2 separate regions of the Xenopus laevis genome follow, and region 2 is linked to region 1. Evidence: chromatin contacts called from public Hi-C data. All regions are on one chromosome and are shown on one strand. Each heading gives the region's core, a stretch centred on a gene start, on an enhancer-like site or on the middle of the called end of the contact. The rest is flanking DNA. Distances are from core to core; before and after follow the strand shown. Region 1 has its middle 55 kb from the start of meis3.L. Region 2 has its middle 6.7 kb from the start of psmd8.L.

Region 1 (5,710 bases), core at 1,283-3,782:
GGCAAGGGCCTTTTGACCTCTATGGTCAATGAATGATACATTTATTGTACAGAGCTGCAGAATATGTTGGGGCTTTATAAATAGGACATAATAATAGTAAACTGCTCGTGACAATATGGATTTTCACGCTGAAATCTGCTCCGGGTGTGTTTTCTCAGGCTGATGCCATGCCATCAGTGCACTTGTGGCATGAGAGTGGATAGGTTTCTCTCTGCCTGCATTTTCAATGAGAACAGCCAATGAACAGTCCTGTGTATCATTAGCCTCATTTACTTAGCCTATTTCATTGAGGTGTAAAATTCTGGCATAAAGCCTGCTGTAACTGGTGTTGTATGCACTTTTATAAATAGTGAGCCAGTGCTTTTACATAGCAAGAACATAATTGCTATGATTTACTATACCAGAGCAAATGTTTCTATTGTTACTACAACCCCATCATACTGTATTCATTTGGCTTAATAGTGTCCTGATAGGCTGTCATACCATTGAGTGGCATTCTGGAAATAATGCGTATGCCTTAACATGATTGGTTTTCCAAACATATTGTTGTACGGGTATGGGATCTCTGGATCTCTGGTAAACTAATATCAAGAATGCAACAAATTATGAGAACACCCTCCGGCATAGGCTCCATTAGACATAATAATAAAATAAATCATTAAAAATTTCTTAATGATTTTCATTTTTCTGTAGTAGTAAAACACTTTGTATTTGATATTGTGTTGGGTTTATTTAATACTTAAATGTTTTTAGTACTCAAGGTATGGTGATCTACTTTACAGAATAAACCCTTATCTGGAAAACTCAGGTAGCAAACCTTCAAGATAATAGATTCCCGACCTAAACAGCAATGCATGGTGCCATATGGATACTAAATTTCATCCAGGTATTTTCCATTAGTAGACAATGAGCATCATCTTCACTGTCTGCTCCATGAGCTGTATCTCCTGCTGCTTGTAACTAATATGACTAAATTTTGAGATTTAACTAAGGAAATGTTTTATTTCCAAAATATATATAAAAATATATATATATATTTTTTTTTGTGTGCAAATTTCCGCTTGTTATAACATCCTGTCCATTTGGATTTTTCATGTGTTCTATATATGTGAAAGTGTTCACAATCTAACCCATGCAGTATTTAGACCTTACCAAGTCTTGGAGTAACATGCTTAATTTAGTACTTCTCAGATGGCCGCTGAGTGATTTAATGAGATATCACTGCACTCAGAGCCAAGGCCTGAGGTACCACAGTTTGGGATATAGCTGTGACTGAAAGTTCTTTATTCCCATGCAGCACACGATTTTCAGTTATCTGGATTAGAAAGGAGAATGCATAGTGACCAGAATTTTAAGATAAAACTCATTTTCTTGGCTTCGTCCATGCATGTGTCCAGCCATCCCATTTGCACTCCTTTGGAATTGCGTTTCCATGCATCGAGCTAGCTGCCATTTTGCAGGAGGGTCAAGCCAAGGTCAGGACATTTCCAGCCCTATAGGAGCCTTTGCCCCTGCTGCTCCATCATCCCAGGCAGCTGTTTGCTGTGAGGGACCACAAACATCTCCACAGAATTTCTACTGGAAAGCATTGTCATTCTAGCAGCTGGGCTCAAAGGGAGCTCTCTGATCTTAGCACTGGAACAAAGCCCCCATCCCACTGCTGTTTCTACATATTCTGTCCATATGTGCATCACCTCACTGCAACCCCTGCAAGGAGTTAATATTATCAATGCCCACTTCAATATTCCTCCCAGCACTATATATATATATATATATATATATATATATATATATATATATATATATATATATATACATATATAATACTTGTGGAGGTACTCTTACTTGTTAGTCCACCCGTGGGTGCTCGGTCAATTACTGCATAAAATCTTCAAGATGGACCCACACACCAAACATTTTCAATTCAATTCTTTATTTTAACATCACTCGTGTATCCAACATTCGGCCCAAGTTGGGGCCTTTATCAAGGAATATATATATATATATATATATATATATATATATATATATATATATATATATACTGTATATTGCCCATCCAGCTTGCATAGAACAGTATAAGCCAGTTTATTCATATTTGCAAGCAAGTATATAAAAAAAATCTATTTGCTATAGGAGAATGTGAGAAAATAAACAGAGTGCCCAAGTGATGTAAAACTGGAATCTGTCTCTTTTTTTAATAAGGGCACTGGAATTTCTACCTTAACAGTATAGGTCAAAAGATATTCTGTAGCTTGGTGCCTGCCTGTATCTGCTTAAGTATTCCTCAAGGGACAGATTGGGCCTGGGGTTCTGTTTTATATAACTATAAGGAGGATATATTCCACATTTAAAATAAGCCCCCCCCACTACATCTAATCAATTCTGACCTGTCCTATACATCAGCATGTCCTAGCTGTCCTGTCCTTTCCCCTCCTCCTCCTCTGATGGATCTTTCATTTTCTTCTATTTAATTGAAGTCCCCAGGACCTCATCAAGACAGCTCTGTGTGGCTGGCATGCCTGCTGTCAGAGGGGGAGCTGTGGCCTCTGGAGGGGTTGGTGCTGAGAGGTCATCCCCTCTTGACTCCAAGGCCCTAGAAAGTGATCCATCATCTTGTGCCATTTAGTGGTTTAGGGGGGCATGGCTGTCCTCCCTTGATGCTTTGTGCTTGTGGGCTTGATGTAACCAGGAATATGGGAAGCTGCAACATCTCACAGCTGGAACCCTGGGTTTCTTAGATGGCTGAACATACAACACATTAATGGCTTCTGTTAGTCTATGATGAACATTGGCACTGAATATATCAAAATAGTACATGGGTATGGGCACCTAAATCACCAGGCAGCCATCCGTATAATTGGCAGAACAGTTGCTATTAGAGTACAATACATGAAACTTGCTGTATAGAACAAATTACAATCCTTCTTAGGCCACAGCATTTCTGACTTCAGAGGCTTCTAACATGGAGTTCCAGAAGCCAAACGTTCATGCTAGCTATACACAGGAACAGTTTTGATTTAGCATAGAGATCAAAACTTATTAAGTGTATTATGTAGTAGACTTGCACCATAAGTATTTGCTCAGAATAAAGCACACACATGAGCACCTACTTATGGGAAGCTGCCTTTCCAATGGAGTGTTGGGAAATATTACGACTCAGCTATATATACTGTATATATTTTTTTTCCTGCTCTAGGAAGCCTCACACCGCACACCCCATGCAAAATTTAAACCACACATGCACACAATTAGCAACCGCGTAGATATGCTCTCTGTGCGTGACATTGTAACATTACGTTTCCTGGATTGGCAGAAGTTCAAGCTGGGGCACATTTACATCCATCCTGGGCCGAATGTGGCCCTCGGGCCGCAGTTTGGACACCCCTGCCCTAGATAGTGAATATTTATTAGGCTTGTAGGGGGCTATTTAGGTCTCTGTGTACTTGATGCTGGGGCCTATTTTGTTTCTTAGTCTGGACCTGCACCTAGCAGTCCAGATAGGTGATGGAGCACACAGACTGATCTTTGCTGTTTCCATGTCTCGATAAACTTACTTGTGGGAAGGATTCACAAGAGTGGCGTTAACATGAATTTGGCGTTCTGTTGTCCTAAAATGTTTGTTTATGCCAAAAAAATCATCAACAATTTCCCAATAGTCTGCATATCACACTACACTTTGTCAATATGCTTTTTCTTTAAAAAATTGCAAAACTGTAGCCACACCATGACTACATTATCCATACTAAATACTAATGGATATCAGCCAGTGTATGTCTAGCTTTAGTCTGTATAACAGGAATAAAATGGCAAACTGAGCATTGCCTTCAGCATGACAGTTTTGGCAGGGAATATAGTTTGCCAATAATATTTAGAGCATGTTTGCATTTTACCATGTCAGTATCATTTTAATAATTCACTATTAATTTAGAAGTGGTAAATTATAATTAGAAGTGGATAGAGCTAAAAAAACGGACCTGTTGGTACATCATGACGACTAAGCTTGCGCAACAATGAATATTGCTGAATGGTGTTGCCCAGGATTGTTAGATGGACTGTGTCTCATAGTTTATGTAATATATATAACAAGCTTTACTGGAAAGAAGGGCATCCTGGAATTTAAGCTCTAATGTATTATGCATATGGTTTTAATATATCAGTGGGTACACATGCATGTTTGGTTAGTTATCAGTAGAGGGTAATCTGGAAAGTGGAAGATGATCAAGTGAAAAGGATGAACTGGAGGGATTAATGATCAATAGAGAATGAAAAGGGGGAGCTGTGATTAAGTGGTGAGTGGGTTGTGGTCAACATTTAGTTTCATTTGGGTTTCGTTCAGTATAAATGTAATGCCCTAGACCCACATTGAAGGCTGACATTTATTTGGCACAAAATAGCCAAGAAGATGGCTTTGATCTTGCTGTTCTTCTTTCTGTCTCCACTGCTAGAATAGTCTGAGTCTGTGGGACATATTTATCAAAGTGTGAACAGATAGTTCCCTAAAGGAAAACTCCACAGCTTTGTTCTCTTGTAAAGGGTTTAAGGGTTATCTAGCTTCCTAACTGTTCATGTTTATAAACATGCTCCCATATTTTCTGTTTCATATTCATGATGCACTGATACAATGTCTCAATTTATCATACAGGAAGGTAAATTGGCATTTGATAAAATTGATCATAGTGTGTGTGAATGTGATTAGATTGTACACTTCATTGGTGCATGGGACTAATGGAAATGATCAATATCCTTCATAAAGTTTTGTGGAGTATATTGGCACCATAACATGAAAGGATAAAAATAAGTCAGACTGTCACACAGGTAGTTAGATATTGAACTGTAATAGAAAAACATACATTCTGCTAATTGTGCTGTGATATGCCAAAGTATCTGGTTACCGACTGAACCATTCATACAGTGATGTGTCCAAAAAACATTATTCTCTGACTCTGAGGTATAAGGGAATTTAAGTTTATATGTTTTCCTCATGTCTGTTTGGGTTTTCTCCCACCCTCCAAAAACATGCAGGCAGGTAAAGTGGCTAAAGAGAATTGAGAATTTATACCTGGATCTCTGGGAATTAAAAGGCGTGAATGTATGTATGTTCTTATTTATACAGCAGTACTTATATATATATATTGATATATTGCTGTATATATATATATATATATATATATATATATATATATATATATATATATATATATATATATATATATATATATATATATATATATACAGTATATATATATATATATATATATAATCCAACTGAAGTAGGAACGCACAACCAAAAGGGTAATCCAAATGCTGGGTGCCAGGCCGTAAAACTTTTACAAACATCTCAATTGTGGACAGCACTCCATAATCAAACAGACTGAGTAAAGCATTAGATCATTGAAAGGTTTATTGGTGGACCAACGTTTCAATTCCGCACAGGAATCTTCGTCACCCTGACGAAGATTCCTGTGCGGAATTGAAACGTTGGTCCACCAATAAACCTTTCAATGATCTAATGCTTTACTCAGTCTGTTTGATTATGGAGTGCTGTCCACAATGGAGATATATATATATATATATATATATATATATATATATATATATATATATATATATATATATACAGCAATGTACATGAAATCATAGGGGTAGTGTTACAGGGGTCTTATATACATGCAGGGATAACTTAAAACTACAAGACATTTATTAATAA
Region 2 (5,710 bases), core at 827-3,326, 110 kb after region 1:
GGTGGTTCAACTTTAAATTACCTTTTGGTATGTTATAGTATTGCCAATTCTAAGCAACTTTGCAATTGGTCTTCATTTTTTATTTTTTGTAGTTTCTGAATTATTTGCCTTAGTCTCCTGACTCGTTCCAGCTTTGAAATAGGGGTCACTGACCCCCACCTAAAAACAAATGCTCTGTAAGGCTACGAATTTCTTGTGATTGCTACTTTTTATTACTCACCTTTCTATTCAGGCCTCTCCTATTCATAGTTCACTCTCTTATTCAAATCAATGCATGGTTGCTAGGGTAATTTGGATCCTAGATTACTGAATTTTGAAACCGGAGAGCTGATAAATAAAAAGCTAATAAAAATAATAAATAAATAAAAATAACTCAAAAACCACAAATAATAAAAATCACTCTCTATATATCATATCACTCTCTATATATCAAGTTAATTTGTTTTTTTATTTTATATATATACTTGTAAAGTTATACAATTTTAAATTATTACATGGGGGTATTATGGGGGTATAGCCAAAAAATGTATGCAGATTTTGTGGTCACACCCTCATTGCACCACTGCTTTTTTTTTTTAAATTAATTTGTGGTGAGCAAAGCTTTTCTTTTTGCTATAGTTTATACTGAAGAAGTGGTCAGCCCCCTATTGTAGCAACAGGCAAACTGGCAATTTGTGGGTTCTGCCAAATGCCAGAGGGGCTGATATAAAATGCCATAGACAATCACTGGCAGAGGCTGTTTGTGCCTCTGTGTACTTGAAATGCCAGGGCCTATTTTGTCTCTCATTCCAGGCCTGTGTAGCTTCCAGCTTTCAAACCTGTCAGGTGATCCCTGTTTGTCCAATACAAAGGGCAATCATTTGGGATTTTTAGGCCTAGAAAGCAAATTGCAAGGTAAATCTCTGTGCCTATATAAATGTCTAAATAAATACTAGAATTCTTAATAAATAAGATGAAAGTGAGTGTCAGACTGGCCAGACCAGGAATGGTTTTGATGCAGTTGACCAGCTTGAATATATTGCCTCTTAATGACCTAAATATTAATATGGTTGGGAGCAGAGGATCTCTCTGTGGAAATACAATAGTATACTACTCAGTAGTATGTATGGATTACTCACTGCCACAATCTTTTTTATCTTCTATGTATCCATAGGACCGGGGTTCTCCGGATAAGGGATCTTTCTGTAATTTTTATCACCACACCTGAAATCTGCTAAAAACCTTTTGAATATTAAATTAACCCAGTAGGATTGTTTTGCCACCAACATGGAAGCATGCACCTTAATTACCATCAAATACAAGCTAATGTTTTATAATTGCAGAGAAACAGGAAATCATTTTTAAAAATTAAAATTATTTGCTTAAAATGGACTCAAAGGGCGATGGCCTTCCCATAATTTGGAGCTTTCTAGATAATAGATATCTTTCAACTTCCATAACATCTGACAGAAACAGTCTACCATTAATTCCCAGCATCCTTTAACTCGCTTGTCTTAATCAGAAGGTACAAAATAATGAATATATTAGGTTCTGCCAAATACAAAACCAGGTCCAATCCTTAATTTGCATATTCAATCTGAGAAAATAATTTTTTAAAAATGCATTAATTAATGAATAGAAAAATTGTTGAGTTCAGTAGCCCAGAGCAGCTTTAAGAGAGCAGATCTGGTTTAGCGGAAACCTGCAGACCAAAATGCGGGGTTATAATTATGGTTGATGCAGTAACTTTATCTTTCATACTCTGTTCTGCATAGAAATATAAATAACATTATACAATTGTACATGATTTTTGCATAAAATGTCCACATGTGCAGTCATTGTTAGCCAAGCAAGTACACATTTCCTACCGGTTCTAGAAAGTTACACAAATAAAAGTTATAAGGGTTTTCCACAAAGAAACAGAACATTGTACTTAACACCAAACTGGTACATCCGCTTTACAAATCGCTATTGCATTTTAGCAATTCCATAAGCCTCTGGTAGAAAACCTTCCTATCCTAAAGGTTTGGGAATAGGGACACCTGCTGGTATTTGTAAGAACTGGCAACAAGTCATCTTGCTGTCAAGCATCTATTAGCTTGTTCACGATAATCAGGTCAAGCCTAAGAACCCCCCCCCCGCCTAACAATCAGAACCCAGAGCACCTGCCCCTGCTACACCAACAGTAGCTTCACCAATCGCGCTGAACTCAGAATGTATTCATCTTTCAGCTGATTTGGTTTTGTGTGAACTCTAGTTCAGGGCCCCAGGCTGGTCATGCCTGATCTGATTAAGCTTTCTCTACATACATTAATTAGCATAAGCCTGGATGCACTGGGGTTTTTTTTTTTCTTTTTCTTTTTCTTTTTTTAATCTACATCTGCACATTTATTTATTACAGATATATGTTCCCATGTGTTTTCTCCACACCCTTATGAGCCCTACAGCATCTCTCCTACAAACACCTATACCCTCACTCCAAATTATCTCTAAACAAATGGATTTAGTAACACCAGGAACATCCTATACACATAACAGGGGCATGACAACAGAGTCATCAGACCCAACAGCAGATCCTGACTGGTGTTCAGTGGCGTATGTTTGTGTTTTTGGCCTAAAATTATTTTTACTAAGGAAACCCGTAACCTCAACTTGCATAACAATCACATTGCATTACAAGTGGGGTGTTTTGTTCATTGCTACATGTCAGTCTGGGTATCAAAGCGGCCAGAGACTGACTGCATCAAGGTTATTGGGGTTCAGACAATTGTTGTGATCTTTTCTGTTATGTAAACAATGTCATTGCAAGGGCTTGGTTCCACTAAACAAGGATAGCTATATTTGATAGGGCCACAGTGATTGGCAAACAAGCAGATCTTTCCTTGATATGCCCACCTTGAGGTAGGTGATATCAGGCTGACCCGATAGCTTGTCCCAATGAGGATACAGGCCATTGGGGTGAGGACCGCATCAACAATGGCAACAGCATGCCCCCTAGTGCTTATTTCCTAAGCACTTCTTCTCATGGAGTGCTGGATCGAAAATCCATCTGTATCTTGCACAACTGAATGACTATACACTTTTACTGCCTTATTTAATCAAGAACTGCATAATGCAAGCAACACTTGATCCTAGGCAGAATTTGAAACAGAGGCCTGAGACCATTTGCAGAATGCCTCACATAGTGGGCAAAATACATAAAAATTGCGACTTTCTTTTGCACAATGCATAGGGCATTGTGAATGATCCCTTAAGTGTAAAAGTGAGCACAAAAGTGAGTGTATATGCCTATAAGCCTTTAACATGCCAAATTGTGCCAGATGTCTGTATACAGTGCTGTTTTGTAGAGGAGCACTAATATTTTCAGAAACATTATTTCGTGGTTATAGATATCTTTGATATTTCCATAGGACTTTGGATGGGAGAATATTATATACTAGGCGATTTGATCATTCTGTTTGAAATTATTATCATTGCTATGGTTGGACTTTCAAACAGATTGCAAACTTTCCAGCCCCCCCATAATAAAATCAAACATTCTTCTATTTCTTGGGAATTATTTTGTGAAAGACAGAGACTTTATGAGATAAAATATGTGAAAAAAGGCAACTTCTCCTCCCCTTTAATGAGGATATTTCTGATTTAATTCAGTTCAATTACAGCAAATCACTCCAACCCCCAGCAAGCCAAGGAATGGAGGGTGGAAGGTTAATTTCTGACTATAAATAGCTACCTGGGAAAAGCCATTTGTGGAGTCAAAAATCTCTGCTTTCCTGTTGTTAACCGTTTACACACATGTTCTTATATTGCTCACTGGGCACTTGGTATTGTGACTTTTTTCTAACACATGCTGGTCTCAATTTGTATTCATTAACTAAGGGCACACAACACATTTTTGTACAAAAACTATACAAGCCACCATTTTCCCCACAGATCCTTACATTTTACCCAGCATGTCATGGCTTTGCTGTACTGCAAACATTAGTACCCATATACACAGGAGTTTTCTTATGCACCTAAATACGAGAGCTAATTGATCCCATTTACTATTACAGAGAAATATAGATAAAAGTATATTTAATGCAGAAAAATGCAATTACCTGTATTGCAAAATGCATATAAACACATTTGCTCAGTGTGCATATAGGTTCTGTAACACCATGGAGTGGAAGCAAGTAGGTAAGGAGGTATTTCTCAACTTTAGCCTATAGTAATATTCAGGTATGTGTTAAAGACTGCACAACACTTAGGGGTTATTTAGTAAACTCTGAATGCAAAAATCACAAAAATGTGTTTTTTTTAATATAATTGGACTTTTAAAAAATCATGAATTTTTCGGAATTTATTAAACCCTGAGGATCAGAGGCGGGCCACGCTGGCCAGGCTCCCTAGGCAAGCCGGGCAGTAGCGGCGCATGCGCGAATCTACGCTCGTGTGCGCATGCGCGAACCTGCGCTCTCGTGCGCATGCGCGAAATGGCGTTTTCACGCATGCACAGAAGCGAAAAAGACGTGATAACAACCAGACAGTTGGGAACCGGAATTGGGGTAGGCGACAGAGGAGGTATGTGCCTGGAGCCCCCCCCAGCTTTGAGCCCTAGGCACGTGCCTACTCTGCCTACCCCTAGTTCCCGCCCTGCTGAGGATGGAAAAGTCTGAATCTGAAAATCTGGCATCTCAGACCTGTCGAGGTTGCATATAAGTCAATGGGAAAAGTCCCAATGATTTTTTGATGTGTGCTGGGTTCCGTGCAATACCCCGAAGTTTTCTGAGTTTTTGGGTGAAAATTCCAAAAAAATCGTGAAAATTTTCGGTGCAGTTAATCTCCCCGAACTGCCTCCCCTGCCTTCCCGTCAGCTAAAATGTAAATCACCGGCGGGATCGCACTCTGAGTTTCCGGCAACTTCGGAAAACGAATCGATCTGAGTGCTATCCTGCTGGTGATTTGCATTTTAGTTGACGGGAAGGCAGGGGAGGCAGTGCGGGGAGATTAGTCGCCCCAAAGAAGAGGAGATTTGTCGCCAGGCCACTAATCTCCCTGAATCTGGGTGTGCCGTGACCCCTAAAGTTTCTAACTGTCGCTTGACTGTGACCTCTTTGCATTATGCTCAGCCACGGAATGATTAGATACTACCATTCATGCAACAGTTCAGTAAGGCACACCTAGCAGAAATACGCCAGCAGAAAATAGGGAGATTTGCTCCCATCTGGCACACACTGTGCATTGGGCACACAGGGAAGATTTAGGAGGTGAAAATGCATAGATTGCACTTTCTATGGTAAAATCAGCCCCAGGCATGCACAGGCCGGCGCCATGGCTATCACACAGAGCAAGGGGCAGATGGAAGCAGATTGGCCTTTTCTCTGCTGCTATAACTACACCAGTGGCACACTGACTATGTGTATAAATCTTTATGGTCTCTCTGTCTTCTCCCTGTCACAAAGTTATATACTGTATATATTTTAATTTACACCCTAACCAGCTACCAATTGAGGTAGGTCTTCTCTAACTGCTGCGTCCAGTTGTGTTATTTATTTATTAAAAGGGATTTTACTGCTAATGTTTACCTTCAATGTATGTTGGAATAACTAGGTATGATGAACTGGCTTGGGTCAAATATTCTTGATGTATTGCACATTAGGATTCATGCACAAAGTCCCAAGCAGTGAGCAAAGTGCCTCAGTTGCATACCTCACAACATACCTCACAACATTATGGAAACAAAAAGAGG

What was found. A called contact is a pair of places that touch in the nucleus more often than the background predicts.
Region 2: a contact with region 1 is called in a Hi-C map of animal cap, with 11 times the contacts expected there. The contact joins two enhancer-like sites. A contact is called at or near these places in 3 of 4 Hi-C or Micro-C datasets (the XL177 cell line, the XTC cell line and animal cap).

The regions. Positions count from the first base shown.
Region 1 is chr8L:71,315,484-71,321,193 of Xenopus_laevis_v10.1, forward strand. No RefSeq gene overlaps it. Among protein-coding and RNA genes, the nearest start is that of meis3.L, 55 kb to the right of the region's middle. Within about 2 kb of position 2,533, at least 1 of the 7 cell types and tissues checked has an H3K27ac peak or open chromatin away from gene starts, as enhancers often do.
Region 2 is chr8L:71,428,030-71,433,739 of Xenopus_laevis_v10.1, forward strand. No RefSeq gene overlaps it. Among protein-coding and RNA genes, the nearest start is that of psmd8.L, 6.7 kb to the right of the region's middle. Within about 2 kb of position 2,077, at least 1 of the 7 cell types and tissues checked has an H3K27ac peak or open chromatin away from gene starts, as enhancers often do.